2 separate regions of the Triticum aestivum genome follow, and region 2 is linked to region 1. The links are chromatin contacts, called in public Hi-C maps. All regions are on one chromosome and are shown on one strand. The core of a region is the stretch at or near the end of the contact, and the rest is flanking DNA. Distances in the headings are between cores, read along the strand shown.

Region 1 (4,829 bases), core at 42-2,541:
GCTCCAGAAGCAGCAGCTGCGCCGCAGGAGGGGGGAGCGCAGGTGGTGTGGGCGCGACCATGAGAGGCCCCAAAATCGAGCCTAGGTTGACCCGCCCCCGCACACCTTCCCAAGTTCTCCCTCTCCCGCATCCATCATCGAGAGGATCGTCCGCCACACAACTTGTGAAGGAGGGGATGGCAGGGGGCGCAAGAAGAAGAGGAGGAGCGGCGACAGCGACGGCGTGGAAGGCGAGGAGCGAGAGGAGGCGGCAATGTGAGAGACGGTGGCGTGTGATGGGGAGTTGCCTTCTTAACGAAGGAAACAGTCACTGCGTTTTTTATCCCTCGCTTTATTTACCTTGATACATTGTTTCTACGCTGAGTCACAGTAAACCGCTCGTCCCGTGTGATGACGTGGACAGGTCGAGCGGGCGCTCCTTGCGCGATGGTTAATAGGTTTAATATTGCACTCTCTTTGGTTCTTTTTATTCCGCATATAAGATTTGTGTGAAGTCAAGGTTAGTAAAGTTTGATCAACTTTATATATAAAAAACATCAACACTGAACAATACGAAATCAATATAATTAGATGTGTTATGAATTTAATTTTCATATTGTGTAACTTCAGTGTTGTAGATATTAATATTTATTAATACAAATATGATCAAACTTTACCAAGTTTGACTTGACAAATCTTATATGTAGCGTAAAAAAGACCGGAGGTCTTTTAAGCTCTGAGGTTTGGATTGCGGACCAAGCGGTGCTGCGATGATGTTGCTCCCTTGACTGGTGTTCTTGGAGGCTAGAAGAATAAAAATGTGATTGTTGCCCACCGTATGACAAATCTTGCAGAATAACGTGGAGAAGGGCGTGATCAGATCTGCACGACATTGTTCCGTAGCTGTTTTTTCCTTTCCGGATGCTCGTTTCGTTTGGACTCCTTGAACTTGGTACTACTCCCGTTCATGTTGTTGAGCTGTCTCCAGCGGCCGAGCATGTGAGATGAACGCAGAGGCGAACACTTGGCACCCGACGCTGCGGAGCACCGTCGGTACAACAGCAAGACGTCTGTCTCTGTCCTGTCCACCCCGGGGTGCTGCCGTCGCGCCATTGGCCGGGTTCGATCTTGGCATCCCTGAAAGCGCGACGCGACGCGAGGGACCATTGAATTCATTTGAACGGAGAAACGGCTTCTCCTGTTTACGCGAGCGTGAGGAGGCCAACGGAAAAAAAATCTCGTGCTCGAATCCGAGGGCTGGCACCGAGATCTCCGTGACAGCGAGACCCCGGCCCCGGACGCCCAACACGTCGCCGCCCGCGACACCCACCTCCCTCACGCCAATCCTCCGGACGAGCGCCCGGGGCGTCGTGGTCCGGCAGGGGGGCCCGCGACGGCTCCGTCTCTTCTCGCACGGCCGCACCGTCGCCGCGCCGGCTCTGACCTCGCTGTCGCCGGCCGGCTTTACGTGGCGACGGTAGGCGCCATCAGCGGCACATGACATGATGTCGTAGTCCCAAAGCAACGCGCGGCTCCAGTTCCGAGCGGACACCGACGGATGTCGCGTGTCGTGCCATAAAATATTTCGCTCTATCGGCTTCTCCGTCACACGCTCGGGCGACCACCAAAGATCTCAAAAATATCGTCTCTGTGATTGATCGTCATGATTTGCGCCTTCTGTGGGAAGGAACAAAAAGATCTGATCATCAATGCGTCGGAAAAGACCAGTACTGGATCTTAGCCGATCTACTACTGTGTAGATTTTTTCTCTAGGGCACGTCGGGTCTTATCGTGGCCGTGTGGCGTTCACGCCGTGAACAGTCCATGTTACGCAACCAGCTTTTGCGATGGCGCGTGTGATTTGAAATCTTCGGTCGTCCTTGTCTGCTGTTCTACTTTCGTTGCATGATGTGAACGATTGGTGTGCCATTTTTGACATCCACGTGGGTGATTAGCAGCCGTCCTCGTGTTTAGCATGTCGCCGGATCAGACAGTGGCCAGCTCCTCGCGCGCCGTAGATTTCCGGTTAATGTTGCGTTCAGCTGAAAAACTAGCTATGAAACAAAGTCCATTTGCACTCTACTGCTGGGATCATCTTACTCCTGGTAAGCACAGAGGTATTTCAGCATATGATGAGATTCTCCTTACATTGACTCAGCTCCCCAAGGGTATAGCTGTGGACATTGTCATATTGGGATGCTGGAGCTTATGGTTAGTTAGGAATGACAAAAAATTTCGAGCAGCAACACCACACTTGGACACATGAAAATACTATATGAAAGAGAGACTATGGGCAGCACAACTCAGGGTAGAGTAAAGCAAGGCAGAGAAAATTAGAATCCGGGTAGAACAGAATTTGTAATTTAATTGTGGCTTTGTTTCCTATAGCTAGTATTGGCTGATCTTTGTTTTTTAGACCTTTGTGCATATTTTATTATTAATGAAAATACAAAGTCCAGGACATAGCGCACCCTACGAGCTATGCCCTTTCCGCTCCTCCAGCTCTACCACGAGCAGTTAACACATATGCATCCTACTTTGGGATGACCAATCAATATTCTTAAGCATTATTGCGCATCATCCTATACGCCTCTTCTCTTGTTTGATCAAGTACTTGTGTCTTGAACTATTGCCCGTGATGGTGGGCATCATGCACAATATTTCTATAAAGTTGCACGAGTTGATGTACAAGATGTTTGATGGTGGACAACATGCGCTACCTTCCATCGATGCACCAATTTTTTGACTCGGGAGCTTCTAGGCAATGGGAGATTTATTGCCACATTGCAAAAATGTTATTTCCGACCTTATCACGAAGCATAATCTCTGCAGTTATGCTTTCTACTCATGCTAATACCTCCGCAGGTTGTTTCACCCATCTAATTGCCGGATTCGCAACATTCAAGATAACTAACTTTACCAATACCTTCTTTCACTGGTACATATATGTAATTCCAAGACCACTCATTTTCATCTCCACCACTGTCTGGGTGATGCATACCGGCATATATTTCTTGAAAACTGGATGAGAGATCATGCCTTTTATTTTAGTATCTGAATTCCATTATTTTACTAAATCATATCACACGTGGATCACACAGGTATTGCCCAGGCTGTGTAGGGAGCTCTTGGAGGAAACCGAAGGGGTAACTGATAATTCTCAAGTGCAAGGAGTTAATGTACCACTTTTCAATGTGGATGTGGAAGTATACAAGGATTAGACAGTGGCCCGCTCCCTCACGCACGCCATATATTTTAATGTTGCCTTCAGCTAAAAACAAGGTTTCAAACAAAGACCAGGACATAGTGCACCTTACGACCTATGCCTTTTTCGCCCCTCCGGCTCACACATGTGCAAACCTACTTTGGGATGATCATATTCTTAGCATTATTGTGCATTGTCTCGTACTCCTCTTCACTTCCTTGATCATATATTCGTGTCTTGTTCTGTTGTCCGTGGCGGGGTACATCGTGTGCTGCGGTCCTATAGAGTTGCACAATCAGAACTGCAAAATGTTTGGCATATTCAGCCATTGCAATGCTAAGGCAATACCTCCCAGCTATGCACCATTTTTAATAGGGAGCTTCTAGCCAATTGGAGAGTTATTTCCATGTTGCAAAAATGCTATTTCGGACATTATCATGAAGCACAAACTCGGTGCCAATTGATCCATGGGCGTCACAAATTGTGTATGATTAGGATGATCGCATGGGTTGAAGAAGTAACCAATGTGTGAAGTTCTTTTGGAATAAGGCTCGTGTGCGATAAAAGTAGGTCGCATCCAGTTGCAAAGAGCGGCTCGTGTGTGATAAGTTGCACACAAGCTATTATAGATATCCGTGTGTGGTAGAAAGACATCAGGAGGCGGTTCATCTCTTCTACCCATGTGCAATTCACCTCGTCTAAATTAAATCTGGTCGAGACCCACCCATGAAAAACCCTGACTAACACCTCCCCTTTAGCTACTTGAGCCTCCTCTCTTGACCTCTCCCGCATCCCTTGATATACCTCTCCTCTCGCGACTAAAAATTGTAAGAGATCAAATTATCTCCCTCACCTTGATCTCTCTCTTGCCTTCCTCCCAACATACCGCTCTAAGTGTCTCACTCTTACTCCGCCCTCAAGGTCATTGCCAACCACACGCATCGATGTGCAGTTCATATCCTCTATCAAGGATGACGCTCTCATCACCGTCACTGGGAAGGGCAAGGAAGAACTGACCAACGCTTGGGGTGGGGAAGGAGGAATAGTTAGGAGGTAACGTGGAGGATAAGGACGAATAGCAGCGATATGACAATTTTGAGGGGCAAGAGGAGAAGAAGGATTGTGCCTACAAGGAAGAGGGGTAGGGGAAGCGGTTCAACGCCTACTACTCCAAGGAACTATAATAGGCAATATTTTTTTAGAAAGAAAACATGTTACAATTTGATCAAAATTCCCCAAAAGGTACACTCGTTCCTAACACATGAACAATACAAATTGGTGAGAACCTAAGCGAGGTGGTACACTGGTTATTCACGCAACCATACATTGCTAACTTATGAGCTACCTTGTTTGCCGATCTTCTAGCAAGTTCCACAATGATCTCCTGGAAGCTATGCAACAAACCTTTAACCTCTTCCACCAGTTGACCAAGCAGGGACCTATTTGTCTCTCTCGAAACCAACTATATTGTGAAATTTGTTTGAGTCTACTCAGATATTAGTACCCAGAAAGTCACAACAGATATTTAAAATTATACGAAACATGTAGCCAAACTCGGTATGTCATCTTATTATGATATCGAAAATGTATTGCTCAAAAGTCACTTCAATTTTTGGACACTTGAATTGTGCACCATTGGCAGCAA
Region 2 (4,829 bases), core at 1,458-3,957, 450 kb after region 1:
GACTAGGACGGCGGGCTCACCAGGACGGAGGTCATCGCCAAGCCCACCGCGCGTCATGGCCAGAAGCTTTAGCATGCGAAGACCACCTTTTGTCAGGATAAGATGTACTCCTGTTCCCTTCAAAATTAGTCGTTGTCTTCCCGCCTAGAGTTTTGGGGGAAGAGGACAGGGCCAGTATAAGTATAGTTAGGCCACCACCTAGGTGAGGGATCCGATCCGAAGCGAGTTCATCCACCTCCCAAGCCCGGAGTTGCTCCTGAAGCCTCCCGAGGCAACTTGTACCCACATATTCATCCTCCCTCGCGAGGCAATCCAATCACAAAGTAGGAGTAGGATTTTACAGCGTAAGGTGGCCCGAACCTGAGTAAACTGCTGTGTTTTTCCTTCTACTTCCTCGATGAGATCACGTAGGAGCTTGGTCGTGGGTTTGAGTGCAGCTGATAGGGCCAGGCGAGGAGAAGTGAGCATGCCCCTGAGTTCGAACCTCCGTAGGGTCCACGGAACCCCGATTCCGACACTTTGCACTGCGGCCACTCACGCGCAAGGAAAAATATGGCGCTGGAGAATAATGGTCCAGATGGCCGGCTGGCTGTTATTGTGAAGGCCCGTCGGACGCCACTGAACCCTAGCGCGATACGTGCCAATGTGCCTGGCCACAAACTCCATCCAAACAAAGTGCCGGAATCATGGAGCGTGACGTGTCCCGTGTGTGCCGTGTCTGCATGCATTGCCGCGGGCGAAAAGATCTAACGCACACGGCACACCTGTCTGGCTCTCAGGGTTGCGGTCGTACTTGCCTGCCACCGGTATGGCGATGACGCGGATGGCTGGCTGTGCAGTGCAGGATTCCGTTCATCTCCCAGGAGACGAAAGCTCGCCACTTTCTGCTATCTGTTTCTCGCGCCAGCAGATCGTGTCCTCATGCATGCACCAAGTTTACCAAGAATGCATTTTGCAGTATTATTATGCTGATCAATTAAGCTTCAAATGCAGGAGCTCGCGAGGCTCTCCGGATAACTCCCCGCAGCATCAACAGCCGTGAAGTGACGCGCAGAAAATTTAGGCCGGGGTGGGTCTAGCCAGCTAGCTGTGTGATTAATCTATGCACATGCCCATACCCGACGCGTGGCTTGAGTATGTGATTAAGACGTCGGTCATGATCCAGACGGGCACGTCCTCCCTTTCTGTCGATGTCGATGGCTCCTCTCCTTTGTGCTGTGCACGTACGTGTCTGGTGTTGAGTTGAGTTACATGGCGTTGTCACCAGAAAATGGACGCCAGCAGCTAGCGTGGTTTCCATGCGATTTCACGTGATTCGCATGGCACTTGCAGATTTCTTCGAGCATCGAGGCATGGGTTAAGATATGTTTGCCGCCCGATTTCCCGTAGGAACGCGCTCGAACGGTAGGGTTCCTTTATGGTGCAGAGAAGGAGAATATGAAAGAGACGACAGTGCATTCCAAAACCATCTAATAACCTAACCTATGGAATCTGGCCAAGGTAAAACAGCAAGAGGGAACTAGAGATTCATCGTGATTCTGAGGAACACAACTCGGAAATCATCATCAAAGCCCCGAAAAAAAAATCATCATCAAAGCTTGCGGAAGAACAGAAGTCGGATTGGCATCAACGGATCCACGTAGTACTACGTGCATGGTGTGGCCCAGTGCCATAAAGGCGCTAGCTAGCTAGGTAGGGCCATGGCATACTGGCATGGCGGACGACGGCGACCGGACACGAGCCGGAGCCGGAAGAGCGTGGCCCGTACACCAGGCAAAATTGACAAATTTGACCTATGAACAAAATCAAATCACAGAATGAACTGCCCGTGAAACTATTTCATGCGGCTGACCTTTTTGTGTGATGCCCGACACGAAGGCGCCACACTACACTGTGCAACGCCTCACAGATAGGCGCTACACGCCTGGCCAGCGTCGCATCCGTGTGATCCGAAAATTACTAAGTCAGTGTGCAGCGCCTGAGAGTTAGGCGCCACATAGCGCCTAGCTTCTAGGCGTTGCACTAGCGGTTGCTTCATTTTGTAGTGCAACCATTAGTGCAGCGCCTAACTCTTAGGCTCTGCACAATGACTTAGCAATTTTTAGGCAGTCTGGGGTGCAACGCTGGGCAGGCGTGTAGCGCCTATCTGTGAGGCGTTGCACAGTGTAATGTGACGCTTTCGTATCGGGCGTCACACAAAAAGGTAAACCGCGTGAAATAGTTTCACGGACAGTTCATTCTGTGATTTGATTTCGTCCACAGGTCAATTTTGTCAAATTTGCCCGTACACCACCCCTTGCCTCCTCCACGCGTGCCTCCTGCCGGCTTTCCCTCTTATCCCTCCACGGATGCGCCGCATCGTCCACGTAGGCCTGGTCCGTCCGTCCCCAGCGAGCCACCACGGAGGCACGCACACGTGTCTCCGCCAGCCCACGGCCCGCGCCGAACACCAAACGCGGAAGCAATTCCGGCCCGCCCAACTCGTGTCGCGCGGCCGCGTGCCCCAGCTCGCTGCCGCCCAGTGGACGCGCCCGCGCCTCGACACGCGTCCCCGCGGCACGTACCGGCCACGCGCGAGCGTCACGTGGAGCCGCACCCGACGGCCTCCGCGCCATCGCACAACTGTACGGGGCGGCCGGCGCGTGGCACCCCCCTCCCCCCTCACATTTATATGGAGGCGCCACTTGCTCGCTGCCCCTTCAAAATCGCCATTTGCCAAACGTCGGAGGAACGGAGAAATATTTAGCTCTTTGTTGTTGCCTGCTCTAGCTTGTTTTTGTTTTCAAGAGTTGGTTGGTTGGGCTCGTGAATCATGTCGGAGATCCGCCGCGACGTGCCGGAGGGGGCGGGGGCGGGGGCGGAGGGGAAGGGCGCCGAGTCCCACGTCGGCAGCCGAGCGGCGCGGCGCCGGAGGATGGAGATACGGCGGCATAGACTGGTGGCCGAGCGTGGCGCGGAGGAGGTGTCCAGGAAGAGGCGGAAGCTGGACGAGGAATCCTCCTCGACGGACGAGGAGGAGATTGAGCCCGCCAAGTACGGCGTCACGTCGGTGTGCGGACGCCGGAGGGACATGGAAGACGCGGTTTCTATCCGGCCCGAGTTCCTCCCCGGCCACCACTTCTTCGGGGTCTTCGACGGCCATGGCTGCTCGCATGTGAGTGCCTACTCATATATCCCCTGTTCAAATAATCTATCCTTTTGATCTAGTAGCATATGTCTACGCCGAAAGGAGAGCGCGCATGTGCAGGTCGAACTGTGTTTTGACTCGGGAGTATTTATCGATTGAATTGCATGTGCGTGTAGGTTGCAACGTCGTGCGGGGAGCGGATGCACGAGATCGTGGTCGAGGAGGCCGGCGGCGCCCGCTCGTCGGGGTCGGACGACGCGGACCGGTGGATGGGTGTCATGGAGAGGAGCTTCGCGCGGATGGACGCCGAGGCCGTGAGCTCAAGGTCAAGGGCCAGCGGAGCGCCCACCTGCCGGTGCGAGTTGCAGCTGCCCAAGTGCGACCACGTCGGCTCCACGGCCGTCGTCGCCGTGGTCGGCCCTCGCCACCTCGTCGTCGCCAACTGCGGTGACAGCCGTGCCGTCATCGGCCGCGGGGGCGCCGCCATCCCACTCTCATCCGACCACAAGGTATGCGCCCACAACCAACTTCTTGTAAGCTCTGCCAAAGATTTACATATTCCGGCTTGTTCTAACCGTACGTGTCTGCTTGATTCCTTTTCAGCCGGATCGGCCCGACGAGCTGGAGCGGATCCAAGCGGCCGGAGGGCGCGTCATCTTCTGGGACGGCGCCCGCGTCTTCGGCGTGCTAGCCATGTCACGGGCCATTGGAGACAGCTACCTGAAGCCATTCGTGATACCCGACCCGGAGGTGAGGGTCCTGGAGAGGAAGGACGGCGATGACGAGTTCCTCATCCTCGCCAGCGACGGCCTGTGGGACGTGGTGAGCAACGAGGTCGCGTGCCACGTGGTGCGGTCGTGCGTGCGGAGCAAGGCGAAGCGCCGCGGGGGGCGGTCGAGCCCGACCTCCAACCTGAGCCCCAGACAGAGCAGTGGAAGCGGCAGCGGCAGCGGTAGCAGCAGCGGCGACGAAGCCCAGAACGACGGTGGCGGTTGTGCGGACGCACGCTCCGATAGCGACGACGAGGAGAGCGGCGAGGAGGTGGACGAAGCATGCGCCGAGGCGGCCATCCTGCTGACCAAGCTGGCGATAGCGCGGCAGAGCTCGGACAACGTCAGCGTCGTCGTCGTCAACCTCAGGAGGCGCCGCCCGAGATTCTGACCGCCGCTGGATCCATGGATCCACCAAACTATCGTCTGTGATCCTTGACTCAGCGGCGAACATGGTATCCATAGCGGAATTCATGAAATACACAACGAAATTGTTTCGTTTATTTCTCGGGGGTGGCAAAGGTGGTCAGGCCAGACAGACCCACGCCGCCCCCGCCATTTTCCTTTCGAAAGCCGGTGATGATTTCCGGCGTGTCAAGAAACTTTCTCGAGCGTCAAGAGAAACTGTAATATAATCCGGTGGAAACGATCAAGGCTTCCATTCCATGCATGATCCATCATCATCCTCTGACTAGATCGCGATCTTCTTTCTTTGTTTATCATAAGCTTCCTCCGGTCGGCTTTGATTGCGCAATTGTGAGGTTCGTTTCGACGCGTCCGGCAAAGAGAATCGGTTGCGCGACCTCGACTACAATAATGTTTCGGCGGGATGTTCCTCCCTCCGTGCCGGGTCCAAGAAGCTCGAGCTCGCATTGTTAATTCAGCATCCGTTGGAACCTTCGCACGCAAATGCGTCGAGCGTCGCAGGTGTC

The links. Hi-C and Micro-C count contacts between places; a contact is called where the count stands out from the background.
Region 2: a contact with region 1 is called in a Hi-C map of leaf, with 8 times the contacts expected there. The contact joins the promoter of LOC123097934 here to the enhancer-like site in region 1. A contact is called at or near these places in 3 of 5 Hi-C or Micro-C datasets (all in leaf) and 1 of 1 datasets of contacts at active chromatin or transcription factors (leaf).

The regions. Positions count from the first base shown.
Region 1 is chr4D:362,805,625-362,810,453 of IWGSC CS RefSeq v2.1, forward strand. No RefSeq gene overlaps it. Among protein-coding and RNA genes, the nearest start is that of LOC123097933, 12 kb to the left of the region's middle. Within about 2 kb of position 1,292, at least 2 of the 8 cell types and tissues checked have an H3K27ac peak or open chromatin away from gene starts, as enhancers often do. A contact at or near this core is called in leaf, where this site is marked.
Region 2 is chr4D:363,254,987-363,259,815 of IWGSC CS RefSeq v2.1, forward strand. It overlaps LOC123097934 (probable protein phosphatase 2C 30), which reads left to right and starts at 2,708. Exons shown (of 3, transcript XM_044519781.1): 1 at 2,708-3,154; 2 at 3,304-3,636; 3 at 3,731-4,561. The coding sequence starts at 2,813. The coding sequence ends at 4,288.